Regions from separate parts of the Drosophila melanogaster genome. Here region 2 is linked to region 1. A link is a contact called in public Hi-C data. All regions are on one chromosome and are shown on one strand. The core of a region is the stretch at or near the end of the contact, and the rest is flanking DNA. Distances in the headings are between cores, read along the strand shown. Region 1 holds the start of feo (fascetto). Region 2 holds the start of Tango2 (Transport and Golgi organization 2).

Region 1 (2,843 bases), core at 25-2,524:
ACAATCGCGGTGGACAGCTGCTCAAGGAGGAGAAGGAGCGCAAGACTATCATGTCCCGTCTGCCCAAGATCGATCAACAAATCACCGAACTGGTGCAGGTCTACATGAGTGAAACGCACACGCCGTTCCTGGTGCACGGCGTGGATATACTGGAGCGCATGTCGGCGGACTGGGAGCGGCATCGACAGTCCAAAAAGCAGCCCTCCGCCCAGAAGAAGGATGGCAGCAATACGAGCGGCCAAATGAAGCCGCCAATGGTGCCTCTTACGCCCAATACGCAGAAGAGCAACCGGGGCATCCATGGATCCACATCCTCGTTGAAGAAGACGCCGACCAAGGCAAATGCCAGCACCACGGCAATGAGCACAGGGAATCTGCACAAGAGACGGCATCCACAGCATCACAACACCAATAGTCCACAGCCGGCAGCAGCGGCCAAGCGAAATCTAATCGCATCGCTGGAGTGCAACAATGCAAGTCGCAAGGTCTGTGTGAATGGGCAGAAGCTGCTCAAGTCGCCGCAGAGGAAGGTGCGCGTGCTGGAATACTCGGTGCGTCGGGGCAAGGGATCCGGCAGGCCGAGCACAGGGAGCAGGAATCCCCAGAAAATTCGTCCCATACCAAAAATCCATGTGCGTCCGCCGTCCGGCGAGGAGAACGAGAGTCCCGACGAGGAGGCGGTCGTGGCCATATAATGGAGCTAGACTCTAATCACATCCAATGGCAATCATTTCGGCAACTGATCTGTGTTCTATATCTATTACCTGTACTGAAGTATTTGGCTCGCAATTGCAGACTCATCGTATTTATATGTATACACATATGTATAGTGTTAGGGCTTTTCCTAGCGCAAAGACTATCTAAATTTACAACTTTAAAATTCTTTTAACTATTTTGCACTACCTGTGACGGCAAGAAGTAAATGAACAATTGTCCACATTTTAAATTTTTAGTCAGATAAAAACGCTTGTTTACATTATAAATTACTTGATTTCAATTTTACCAAAATATACATGTGTGGGAAGGGTTTTCTAAAGTCTGTGGGATGTTTACTAAGCGCATATAAGAGAATATAATACGTTTTTAAGGAGCAAAATAATTAAAATAGATATTTTAATTTGCTAATAAACCAAATAACGAATTTTAAATATTCAAAAAAGTGGCGTATGCTCCAGCCCTGGTTTTACCAGAAGTTACCGCCGCGTGGCAATGCTGTCCCACAACGCGGTGGCAACACTCTTGGCCGCCATTTCAATTTGAATTTACCGAAATTTCTGTCTAGCGTCATCGATTCATTCAGTTCGAAATTTCGTGCAGTGATGCACTCTAAATAAACCACTAAATAAATCCGCACATTCCCGAGCAATCCTGCCCAGCGTTGTGGGTCTGCGACACAACTGTCAAGTTAACTCAGATATGCTGGTTAAATAGTCCCCAAGTGAACACAACGAAAAAACAAAGCCAGTGAGCATTTACGCAAGAAAAGAAATTTTGAACAAAAAAAAAAAAACACAAATTTCACAACGAAAACGGAGAAAATGAACTCGCCGAGCGCCATTGCGGTGAAGGCCCAGATCCTGGAGATGACGGGCGAGCACGTGGATCAGTTGCACGCGATGTGGTCGCAGTTGTTCGAGGTCAAGACCTGCGGTGAGTTCCTCCTCCGGTTGAAGGACCATGCGAACAGCTTCTTCACGGATTTGCTCAATGAGTCGCGCGAAAAGCAGCAGGCGATCCTCAACGATATAGCCGCCTTGCGGGCAGAGGCCACCGACTTGACGCGCCTACTCCACGAGCCGCTGGACATTGGCGAGCGGCCGGAGTCCATGCCGCTGGTCGTCTGGGAGCTGAAGCTGGACAAAAGCATCGAGCACTTACGCGATCAGCTGGCCAGGCGGCGAGCGGAGATCTGTGAGCTTCTGCTGCAGCAGGAGCAGCTGTGCGAGGAACTGGGAGAGCTGCCTCTGCCACTGTTGGCGGATCCACTGCCGCTGCCCGAGGAGATGGACGCCTTTCGGAATCGCCTGGGCCAGCTACGCGATCAGCGAGTGCTGCGCCTCAAAGAGATGGACCAGCTGCGCCAGGCCATTAAGCACGACATGAAGCTGCTTGAGTGCCTGCCCCAGACGGACACCGAGGAGCGTCTGCTCAACCAGGTGGATCACTGCCTAACGCCGGAGACCTTCGAGCTCCTGCGCAACATGCAAAAGAACTTCGCCGACCAGGTGAAGGAGCTGAGGGAGCGCATCGACGATATGCGCGAAAAGATCCATGTGCTGTGGGACAGACTCCAGGAGACAGACGAGTATGCCATGCGTCGCGTGCGCGAGGCTACGACCTACACTCAACGCACCTACGATGTCCTGCGGGAGGAACTGCAGCGCTGCCAGGCCCTGCGACGCCAGAATCTGAAAACCTTCATCGAGCAGCTACGCATCGAGATCAAGGAGATGTGGGATCTCACACTTAAGAGCCAGCAGGAGCGCAAGCGCTTCTCGAACTACTACAACGACTGGTACAACGAAGATCTGCTGGAGCTCCACGAACTTGAGCTGGACGACCTCAAGACCTTCTACAACAAGAACAAGGAGATCTTCGATCTGTACGAAAGCCGTGCCGAACTCTGGTCGCGCATGGAGGCGCTGGAGGCCAAGGCGAGCGAGCCGAATCGCTTCAACAATCGTGGCGGCCAGTTGCTCAAGGAGGAGAAGGAGCGCAAGGCCATCACCTCCAAGCTGCCCAAGATTGAGCAGCAGATCACGGAACTGGTGCAGGCATACGAGGCGCAGGAGAACACACCCTTTCTGGTGCACGGCGAGAACATCCTGGAGCGGATGGCCGCC
Region 2 (2,919 bases), core at 397-2,896, 2.8 Mb before region 1:
TGCTCAGCAGCTTCACGCGAGCGGGCTGGGATGCAGATCTGTTGAGAACGAAGGCGTGCAGTAGATGGTATCAATGTTTCGCTAATGGTTCCCTAATGTTATTGCATATTATTCAGAATTTATACGTATAATTCGGAGATAAAGACAGCATAAAGCAATATATGTACATACTAATATGCATATAATTAGAATATATAATAATTCAGGTTAACCTGAATGGGCGCAGACTCACCCAATTTCGATGGACACAAAGTTGAAGGCAGAATACTTGGTGCAATCTTTGAGCAGCCTTTCGTTGTAGTTCAGGATGCTGTGCTCCTCGTCCGCCCGGGTAACATAGTCCGCCACAATCATGCCGCGCCCTAGTAAGAAATGTTCGTTATTCGATTGCCCCCTACTCGGATTCGTATTCGGGTTCTGAATTGGATTCGGATTCGGATGACGGTAGCTGTTGGAGGTGGTGGTCTTGGGGCAAAGGTTAATGCCGGTGCTGTTGCTGTTGTGATTATGCGGTTGCAAAATGTTTTTGTGCGCTTCAAACAGAAAACAGAAACGAAGAAAGTTTGTTTTTGCTTTGCTTTTTCTTTGGTCGCGGTTGTGAAAGTTTTAGTTCGGGCCAAGTGTTAGGTGTATGGATGAGTGTGTGTGCGTGTGTGTGCGCGTCAATTTGGATTAGTAAGTAGCTCAAATGGGTTTACCAACTGCATCGCGTGGCTTGGGCTCGCCGGTCAGATTGAGCAGGGCGCCCACCTTAAAGAAGCCAGCGGAGTGGCCGATCGCCAGCCAGGTGCCGCCCTCGCGTCCCGGCTCCAGATCGATCCCTGAAATGGGGGAATACATAAATATTTACTCAAGTTGATCCCGCACTCATGGGTAAGATGGCTTGAAATCCAATTAGGTTGCTGGGAAACAGATCTTGTGAGAGGTGTTCATTCTAACAAACTGCTATCAAATCATCTTAGTGACTAAACTATAGGTAACATCTTGATGAATACAAGCTCTCAAGGATTATACTCCATCTAAGCATAGGCATTCAAGGGCATAAGCCCCACCACTTACCTCCGTAAACATGATCGGCATTCGCCCACTTGGCTGCCGATAGGGTGGCGCGGGCAAAGAACTCGTCCCGATTGGAGGCCAGGATGAGCTTGTAGCCACCCGGTTGCGGATTCGAGTCCGCACAAAAGAATATCACGCACATCGTCGGAATCCTATACTTATTTGGCTATTGTTGCGATTTGTAGTGCCTTGAGGTTGTGGGACAACTGCGAATGGGATCCGGAAAAGTGGGCTTTAATCTCGGTGGGGCGTCGGTATCAAAATGGCAGGTTGTTCGGCTCAGTCTTCTCTTTGTTACTTTGTGGCAGTGGAACTATAGCGCCGGTTTTATCACCAAATAGCCGTACGTACGTACAGCTGATATACAGTCTTATCCGTTGTTTGCGAGACCAGCTAATCTAAGTGGTAAATGTAAATGGTTTGGATTGGTGGGTGTTCTCTGTGAGCCGTGCCTCTATGTGATATATACATATCTACGGGGCAAAAAGCATTCCCGTTAACGCAAACAAAGCAGTATTTTCTGAAATTTCAATGACCGGGTTGCCTTGTTTTGATTTCTCTTTTAATTTTGTTTTTGTTTTGTTTTGGCGTTGCCAGCTGACAGGAGAATCGATAAGAAAATCGTTAACACTCTGCTGCCCTGTGCAATATTCTTTTAGCTATTTTATTAATTGCTAATTATTTATTTGTGCAGTCTATGACTTATCTTAATTTGTACTTTTAAATTTGAAGATTTTAGTTCCTCATCGTGCGCTGAAACAATGATTGACCAATATGATTGTGTAATTTATTTCCAAAGCCATATATAACGTATATATAAACATATTAGTTTTTTTTGTCGCCTGTGCCGATCCAGATAACAAACTACTATTTTGAAATTGGCGTAACAGGTAGGTAGGCATTATCGCCAGTTGCCCATCTCTATTGTATGACCGTGGGCCCGGCAATCGATTGGCTTACAACTTATCGATGTTTGAAAACTAACCAAAAACCCTGTAACATAGGCTTGTAATTAAAACTAGAAAATACCATTACATAGCTATGCACTGCAATGCATAAATTAACTAACAGACCTATACAGGCCCTTAAATTGGTAAGAAAACTGATCGCTAAAATTAAAGCGAAAGAGTGGATTTTTTAGGACAAAAATACCGGTCGGTCGAGAACATTTGGGGGGAAAATCATGTCGCCATCTGGTAACACTGGCATTCAGCAGAGCAGTGAAAACGACGTTAATATTTCTGATCAATTAAACAATTGGAAAATCCGGCCGCAGATCGCGATCTAAACGTATCGCCCTCGCCACGCCCACTGCCGCCCACGCCCCCTGGCGCGGGGTCACATCGATAGAGAGCTTTGCGTGTGTGTGTGTGTGCGTGCGTGTATGTGTCGGTCGAGAGGAGAGGTGGAAGACGAAGAAGAATAAAAAAAACAGGCAGCGAAAAGCGATAAGAAACGGAACACAACACACTGGAAAAAAATTGCGATAAGAAACGGGGCGGAGCGGAGCGGAAATTGCCAAGACTCTGGGATGGATTAGCGGCACAGCCGGACTCTGAGGTTAGCCAACAGTGGGATTAGGACCAGGAACAGCCATGTCCTCCGCCGTTAACATCCAGATCGTCTCTATGCCGAATCTGGCCAAGATCGAGAGCTTCCTGAAGGATGTCAGCTACCGGGAGACGATCGAGTACAGTGCCAACTTCAACACGCGCCTGTGCAGCGAACGGCGCCACCGGCTGCCCTTCCTCGATCCGCAGACAGGCGTCGCCCAGAACCACTCGCAGCTCTTCCTGGACAAGCGACAGCGGATGCCCGGCTTCCGGCAGGGCCAGATCTACACGTATCCGGCGGCCCGCT

Evidence for each region. Hi-C and Micro-C count contacts between places; a contact is called where the count stands out from the background.
Region 2: a contact with region 1 is called in a Hi-C map of the Kc167 cell line, with 6 times the contacts expected there. The contact joins the promoter of Tango2 here to the promoter of feo in region 1. A contact is called at or near these places in 16 of 107 Hi-C or Micro-C datasets (the Kc167 cell line, the S2 cell line, embryo and 5 more).

What each region holds. Positions count from the first base shown.
Region 1 is chrX:10,853,300-10,856,142 of dm6, reverse strand. feo (fascetto) reads left to right here and starts at 1,274. Exons shown (of 1, transcript NM_132430.3): 1 at 1,274-2,843. The coding sequence starts at 1,539. sofe (sister of feo) reads left to right here. Exons shown (of 1, transcript NM_001298163.1): 1 at 1-1,143. The coding sequence ends at 695.
Region 2 is chrX:13,615,716-13,618,634 of dm6, reverse strand. It overlaps Tango2 (Transport and Golgi organization 2), which reads right to left and starts at 1,646. Exons shown (of 4, transcript NM_132677.4): 1 at 1,060-1,646; 2 at 699-821; 3 at 233-362; 4 at 1-38. The coding sequence starts at 1,201. It overlaps tth (toothrin), which reads left to right and starts at 2,049. Exons shown (of 2, transcript NM_001298287.1): 1 at 2,049-2,919. The coding sequence starts at 2,655.